Regions from separate parts of the Zea mays genome. Here region 1 is linked to region 2. The links are chromatin contacts, called in public Hi-C maps. All regions are on one chromosome and are shown on one strand. Each heading gives the region's core, a stretch centred on a gene start, on an enhancer-like site or on the middle of the called end of the contact. The rest is flanking DNA. Distances are from core to core; before and after follow the strand shown.

What was found. A called contact is a pair of places that touch in the nucleus more often than the background predicts.
Region 1: a contact with region 2 is called in a Hi-C map of leaf, with 4 times the contacts expected there. The contact joins the promoter of LOC103627470 here to the promoter of LOC100285833 in region 2. A contact is called at or near these places in 6 of 25 Hi-C or Micro-C datasets (bundle sheath, ear, leaf and 1 more).

The regions. Positions count from the first base shown.
Region 1 is chr5:192,877,406-192,881,361 of Zm-B73-REFERENCE-NAM-5.0, reverse strand. LOC103627470 (E3 ubiquitin-protein ligase RMA1H1) reads left to right here and starts at 2,224. Exons shown (of 3, transcript XR_553621.4): 1 at 2,224-2,493. LOC109939988 (a long non-coding RNA gene) reads right to left here and starts at 2,168. Exons shown (of 2, transcript XR_002262482.1): 1 at 2,077-2,168; 2 at 174-509.
Region 2 is chr5:192,703,373-192,707,693 of Zm-B73-REFERENCE-NAM-5.0, reverse strand. It overlaps LOC100285833 (vacuolar protein-sorting protein bro1), which reads left to right and starts at 2,589. Exons shown (of 2, transcript NM_001158723.1): 1 at 2,589-3,288. The coding sequence starts at 2,686.

The DNA.
Region 1 (3,956 bases), core at 975-3,474, 170 kb before region 2:
TTATAATAACGAACTGTGGCTAAATAATGAGGTAGATAAGAGAGAAGAGAAAAAGGTGGTACGTGAGTTTACGGTCAACTTAGACACAAGAATCAAAATATTACTCTAATATAAGAGAGACAAGTAAGTCATGTATTACTAATAGTGAGCAGCTACCTATTACATAAATGGACTAAAAAAATAGGGTAAGAATTCTTATCGCGAGCATTATGGTGGGAACGAAACGAATATTCCCATTTCCCTGGACCAGCCTAGCTACGCGCCTGCCGCTTAATGGGCACGCACTACCACGCGCACTGACACACCGGAGGTAGAGGTAGAGTACTAGTAGGCACTAGGCAGTTTGGCAATGCGTCAGCGTGTTTTATTGACTGAACGGGGTTTGTGCCGCACCAACTCCAAAGCACTCTGCAGACAGGCCACGGGGAAACGAAACGAAACTGAGGTTTGTTTCTCCCCAGCATGGATCGCTCGGGCTCCTGCGCTGATGGTGGCTGGAGCTAGCCTGTCTGTACAAGTCCACAAAAGAAAAGGAGTTACACCAATATGACATGTTTGAGAATAGTCAGGCTTTACATCTGTGAACACCAAGTGAACATATTTTTTTAGCATTAGTGCATTAGTCTTGTGGTCCGACGAATCTTAGGGTGTGTTTGTTTGGTTTTTGGCTTTAGCTACCTCCTAAAAGACAAAAGCCAAACTAAATGGCTAGATTCATAAGCAGTTTTTTCTTAAAAAAAAACGATTTTCTCGTAGTACAAAAAAGAAAGCATTTTCGGACCTTCTTTTAGTGATTTTCGAATGGAACTGTGAAAAACATATATCGAACAACTTTTAATGATTTTTAGTGTTTTCGATCAAACGATTTTTAGTTTTTTAATAGGTCACAGCGCACAACAGATTTTTCCATGTCTCACAGTCCACAACGGCTTTTTCATAGTCGCCGTCCAACCAAACATGCCCTTAGTGTTTCTCTGTCTCCAGTGGCGATCTCTCGGTGAGGAAAACGAGAAACTGGTGATTTCAATTTGAAAACCGATACCGGTCGGGGTTTGGCAAGAAATGGTGGTCTTTTCGCCGGTTTCTCGTTTCTGGGAGTAGCGGTAAACATGTGTTGAACGAGATTTAAAACCCTGCTCCTGACTGATGGTCCTTTGGTTCCGAATCTAGCTTCTTTGGCTCATTCAAGCCGGAGCTATTTTGTAATTTAGTTGATAAAACAACTTTCTATGTGTTTCTTTCGAATGGTGCATAAGAAAAATAGAGGAGGAACAAGTAGAAGTCATGTTTTTTTTTGGTGCTCTGACTTCTAACTAGAAAACGGGTTATAGCTCTTATTGGGCTGTTAACGAGAAGCCATTTTTTCTTTACCGTTTGGTACACGATGAGCCCGAGAGGCCGAGATAGAGTCATAGAGCTGTCGAAATAGCCAATCAAAGGGGCCTGAGTCCTGCTGCATGAGATCAGCTCTAAAACGAGAACCAATCAGGCGGCGGGCGAGGCGAAGATATTGGATCGGAGCTGCCAGATGGAAATCGCTGCGGCTGGGGCGCACGGCCGCGCTGCCGTGGAAGGGAGCAGAGATGACGAGCCCTGCCTGACGCGGCCGCACGGCGCGGGCTGCGCTGATCGGCCGAATTCCTTGCCCTATGGCGGCTGGGAGCGGCGTGCGCGTGCATGAGCTGATGCCGACGCTCGCATGCCATTGAAGTGTTTTCCTTTTTTTTTTTTGGAACGGAACAAGGCCAAGTGGTCTTGTACGCGGGCGCAAGCTATCTGCTGGTATCACTCAGGACTTGTTTGGAAGCAAGGATACCGAAGAGAATTGGAGGGGCTAAAATCCCCTTACTATTCAATTTTAAATAGCAAGAGGATTTTATCCCCTCCAGTCCCTTCGGTATCCTTCCTCCCAAACAAGCCCTCAAGAAAAAGGTTTTCCAGCACTAACCAAAAAAGATCTTATATGTTACCACGGAGCGATAAAACCACACCCGAAACTGCTGCTAATGGATAAGAGCAAGCCAAACTTTTTTTTAATAAATGAAAATAATAGTAAAACACTAGGTCTACTGCTACCTGCTAGGTGAGAATGGAGACGAACTGCACCCACCCAACAAGCGAAACGTCCGCTTCCCACTCCCGGTCGCTGGCCTCTGCCATCTGCCTGCACCGCCGCTCCATCTCTTGTTTGTTCCGCAACCTCTCCGCCTTTTTATCCCCCCGCAGTCCCGCACTGCACTACACTGCACCCCGCCTCCGCTGACGTCGACGCGCACGCCGCATCCGCCGCCTTCCTCCCTCCTCATCCGATCTCTTCCTTGCAAGCCCCAAGGGCAGTCTCATCTCATCTCATAAAAGCTGAGCTGTTAGCGCCATCGCCACCATCACATCTTTTTCCTCCGCCTATTTGTACTACGCCACTGTTGTGATCCTGCGCCCTGGACCTGGGGGACAGAGAGACGGAGGGACGTCGGCTGCATCCTGCCGCCGCAGGTCAGTCGCCGCCGTCAGTTCCCGTCTTCTTATTGGTTCTGTTCTTACTGGTTCCGAGTGATGTGGCGATCCGAGTACGTGCTGCTTGTGATACGTGTAGTATCCGGGGTGTCCCTCTGCCTGTGTTCACGGTTTAGATCAGCTGGTTTGCCCCTGCTGCAGTTTCTATGGCTATGGGTGCTCGTTGGATTGTTTCCGTTCTGTCGCTGTGTCCTGTTGTTCCCTTTTGGACATGATTCTCTCTCCCGACGGATGTCCTGCGCCACTTCGATACCCCACCTCCTAGCTTCCACGTGAATCGCCATGGATCTGATTTGCTCTAGCGGTGGCTCTTCTTTCTTTCTTGCTTTCTTTTCTTGGTCCTGTGGTTCGAGGGATGCAGCGAATCTGTATCCGTCGTTCTCTCAACGCCACAAATATCGTTGTTCTCTCCTATCTCCTTATTTCGCAAGGAAACCAAACCAAACGTCTGTTGGGAACTACCATTCGGTACATTGCAGGTCATACCTACGAGTTTTTGAAAAGGTCGTAATGAATTGTGTGTGTGTGTGTTTTCTTTATGCATTATTTTCTTTTATGAAATGTAATCGAGAGTAGAGGAAAGCTTCAGTGTGAAAAAAGATCGGTTCGGCCATATGTTGATTGTTGAGTGCGCAAAACAAAAGGCTGAAAGGCTAACGGTGCCTTGTTTTGGAGGGCACCCTGTGCTAACTGCATGCTAAGCTTAACTAGATACAAATCATTGAAATGAAACGTGATGAGAGTGGGTTCTGATTATAACCTCCTATGCATCGGTTTTAGTATCTCGAGTGCACTAAACAATTTGCCCTTTGGTAATTAATTAGCGGTGTAAGTGTAATCCATCAAACTCTACTGAATCCGTGTGCTTCGCGTGTTGATCTTTGACCGTCTGATTCCATCATAAAGCCAGAACGCAACGCTAGTCGATCACAACTACATGCACATGCTGCTTGTTCGGAGTCACTCCTTGGATTAGGATATTAATGGAGAGTGCAGAGCACAATTAGCATAAGACAACGAAAATCTACTACGTTGACAGTTAAATCTATGCCTCTATGGGTGTGAAGTTTCCCATTTTATAATTCGTTTTACTTTTAAAATTTTAACTTTGATACTCATCTTATTCAAATATTTGTGGAAAAAACAAAAAAATTATGTTTTGGTTTATTATCAAATATGCTTTTTATATATTTACTTTTTCATGATTTTTTGAATGAGATGATCGGTCAAAGTTGGAGTTGAAAACATCAAACGAATTATATTTTAAAACAGATGAAGTATTATTTAATGAACCCTCCTCCAAGTTGCTGGCCAAATCATTGATGGGTTCCCGACCCCATTGCTTTTGTTTTTGTCAGCGTGTGTAAACTGCGACGCCGAGAGTATGGAGGTTGTACGGGTTCAAGAAAAAAGAAAACCGTCATGGTTGCTGGGCAAATTAT
Region 2 (4,321 bases), core at 1,340-3,839:
CGCGTACGATCCGGCTCCGGCGGCATCGACGTCCACGGCTGCGTCGCCAAGGCTCCTGCCGCTGTTGCAGTACGGCAGCGTGTTCCAGCAGCCTCTGCCGCCGCAGCAGCCTTTGCAGCACCAGCAGATGATTTCGTTCGGAAGCAGACAGCAACAGTTCGGGGCGGCCGCGGCTCCTCTGTTCCCGCCGCAGCTCGTGGCGCCGCCGGAGGTGCAGCAGCAAATGCTGCTGCTGCGCTACTGGAGCGAGGCGCTGAACCTGAGCCCCCGGGGGTTCCGCGCCGGGGCCGGGGCCGGGGCCGTGCCGCCGGCGCTGTACCAGCAGCTGCTGCGCGCGCCCAAGCTCTACCGCGGCGTGCGGCAGCGCCACTGGGGGAAGTGGGTGGCGGAGATCCGCCTCCCGCGCAACCGCACGCGCCTGTGGCTCGGCACCTTCGACACCGCCGAGGACGCCGCCATGGCGTACGACCGCGAGGCCTTCAAGCTCCGTGGCGAGAACGCCAAGCTCAACTTCCCCGACCTGTTCCTTGGCAAGGGCCGCGTCGGCGGGAGCGGCCGCACCAGTGCCAGTGCAGCCGTGTCCTGCTCCTCCTCTTCGTCGTCTGCTCCGCCGACGCCGGACGAGAATCACGCGAAGCAAGCTCAGCGGCATGACGGTGAGCAGCCGTGCAACAGCGAAGCGAAGCCTCTGTTCCCGGAAGCAGAGCAGCCAAACAACTTGGAACACGAACCGAATTCTCAGCTCCAATCGGCCGATCACCATGGCGGTGACGGCAGCACGGTCATGTTTCAGCCGTCGGTGGCGTCGAGCGGCATGTGGGGCCCGGCCGAGGAGGCGTGGTTCAGCGCCTGGGGCCCGGGCAGCTCCGTGTGGGACTACGACATGGACAACGCCCACGGCCTCTTCCTCCAGTCTCGCTTCGCCAGTGAGGCTGCCAGCATGGACTACGTGTCCAGCATGCCGGAAGCCCCGGCGACACCGGCGGCAGGGACTGCCGTGGCCTCCGCTGCTTCCCTTTCTTCTCCTCCCCCTCTTCCTCTTCCCCGCAGTCCAACCTACAGGTGGAAGGACTGAACATGGCACACGATCTTCACGCGCAGGAAGTATCCACCGGAATCGGGATGCTCACAAGTTGCAGATTTTAAGAGTCGGCTTGTGGCGTCTCGCAGCACGATCACCATTCACCGAACAGGGGCATCGAAGGACCACCATTTTATCTGGACCTTTCCCTCTGACTGTTTTTTTTTTCTCTCCCGATGAAACAGCATAAGGAATCCCAGCTGGATTTTTAAGGCTGGGACAAGGATGGCCTCTGTTTCAACCGCCATCCTTGTTGATATTCCGACATGATATTTAGGTATTTCAAGCATGTGTCCCTTGTTGCATGGTTTGCAGTTGCACAGCGGCATGGAGTAGTGTTCTGTCTTTAAGGGATCTCCCTAAAGGCTTGGAAGAGGAGACGGGTTTTATGCTCTCCTCTGATCTTTAGTTGAATGTTTAAGTTTTTTGCAAGTACTGCATTGTGTACTAGTACTACTGCACAAATATGAGCGTCAGTGTGTGCGTGTGTGTTGTGTGCTTTGGGTCTGGAATATATGTATGTCATTGGCAAAACAACTTTTTGTCTTGTTCGGTTATTGATATTTCATGTAGACTGGAGTGTATTGGGTGAGATTGAGATAAATTTTGACTTATTATAAATTTAATCCGACTCAATTTCATCCTGGACTAACGCAAAAATGAACAAGCCTTTATGTGGTGTCAAATCCATATCTAAAGAATTTGTAGCTCCTTAAGAACTGTTGATGTATATATTTTTAGGATATGTCTTTAATGGTTCCGCTTTCTCCACTATTTTTAAATACTATTTTCGACAATTGTGACTCTTCTCTGATCTTGCAATTACGATTGTATCTCTCGCTTTTCACCTTTGTGGTTTTACCTCTCTGTTCTGAAAATGAAGTCGTTGTTTGCCGCTCTCCTGAACAGTATTAGTGAAACTCAGAATTAGTGATTAAAAATAAAAACGAGGGGTAAAATCACAATTGCAGGGTGGGAGAAGAGTATAATCACAATTAATTAAAAAAATTCAAGTATTTTTAGGATTAATTTTGATTATACCCTTCTCTCACATTGCACATATGATTTTAACCCCCTTATTATTAATCATTGAGACACAAAGGCAATGGCAACAATACACTACGTGCGTGTGATTTGGGGGAAAGAAGAAAAATAACAGGTATTGTAAAATTTTATGAACATAACCATAGGTAATGGGTTTTTACCAAAAATAATCTCAAATAACCTACTCTTGAAAAGATTATGAAGATTATCGTATTCTAGGCTTTAAGTTATATAATTTGGATCTATAGTCTAAGTATTTATTTAATCGTTGCATTATTTACGCTAGATTATAATATAATCTAGATAAATTATAATATGAAACGAACAGGACGTAATACCAAATCTGAGCCCAGATAGTTGTCATCTGGGCAAACGACGAAGCCCAAATATTGTGTCGGAGATGCAGTACTCGTATTTGGGCCTTCACCGGTATATAACTCGTAAAGCTTAATTCAGACCGGTGATACGCACTGACACGAATCTCACAATTCTCAACTGAACAAGTCCACGTCGAAGAGTCTAACGCGTTCGTTGCGCTTGCGCACTTGCGCCGGCCAATCATGTTGCGGCCGCCGTCTCCCGTCCTCTACGTCCAGGAAAAGAAGACCGCCGTCGCCGGAATCTTCGGCGACCGCCACTTCTTCGACGCCGCCTCCTTCTCTGACATCCGTGCCGCCCGTGTCGCCGTCGCGGTCCCGAACCCGCAGGCCCAGCCACCCGCCTCCCGCCGCGCTCTCCTCCTCCGTTACCATCGCCTCCTCTCCTCCGCCCGTAATGACACCTGCGCCTTCGACGAGACGTTGTACATCACCTGGCACGACGCCTTCCGCCCCCACCTGAAGCACACAGCCGCCTCCCTCCGCTTGGAGAAGGCCGCCATCGTGTTCAACGTCGGCGCGGCCGCCTCGAGGATCGCGGCGACCGTGAGCCGCGCCACGGAGGAAGGGGTAAGGGCGGCGTGCGGGGAGTTTCAGCGCGCCGCGGGGGCGTTCCGTGCGGTTGGGGAGATGATGGAAGAGGAAGAGGCGACGACGGTGGATATGAGTTCTCAGGCCTCGGCGATGCTGGAGAGGCTCATGCTCGCGCAGGCGCAGGAGTGCTGTTTCGAGCGCGCTCTCGACGCAGGGAAATCACAGACAGTGTGCTCGAAAGTGGCTAGGCAGGTGAGAATTACTGACTGCACGCCCTGCCCTCTTCCTGTATATTCCTCTCGTTATGTCTCGGTTGGGGTTTTAACCACATTGCTCGTTGCACAACTTCAGAGATCATTCTTTGCAAAATGCACAAATGCACTTTTAACAGTTTATGACTACTAGCTGATCCAATTTTGGTGAAAATCGTTTTGGGTACTTTAAGGTGAGAAAATGTTTGCTATGAGCAAACACTGAAAAAGATGGTAGGAGTGGGTTATTTATTCGTGTTGATCAAATGGGGAACTGAAGAATGCTCCCCAGTAGATTTGCCAGGTTGGTCAAGAAATATGAATTCGAAATGCACATGTTCCCTTTTGAATGAACCCATGGGGAGGTGATAGGGAATAGAGGGTGTAAGTTGATGCTTTGGAAATTGGCATTAGTTTGGTGCTTTATATCAATTGCATTGTCTAAATTAATTGCCCCTCGTATGAATCAGTTCCATTTCTGGTAACTCCCAGATCTACTTCCACAAATGATCGTGAATTCCTATTATAAAGATGTAAATTCACTCACTTATGACTACTTGTACGTTTTATTTAATCATGGTAACATGTTCAAATAGAAGGATCAATCAATAGTACATCCAGTCACAATTCAATGATGTCCCAAACAGCAAATTTAACTTATACATACTCCCAGCTTTACAAATTATGTACTTTTGACCAGGTTTGTTAATGTATTTTTCTATAATCTTGGGACGAAAATTGAGAAATTTGACTTCATACAAAGCTAAAGTGAACTATAATTTTGAACGGAGGAGTAGTTAGTTATTTTTTGCTGTCTGAAATATGATCTCGTTATGACTGGGAGGGAGTATAATTCTATAGGAGTGACACTGTTCTATAATGAAAATGAATGTTATTTGATCTTTTTAATACTTAAATGATTTTGTCATTCTTCCTGCAGTACTGGTTGCAGTTGATTCTAAAGTTCGATGTTGCTCATTTTTTCTGTCGCTTGGATGCATATTTACCTCGTTAATCACTGCAACACATAACAC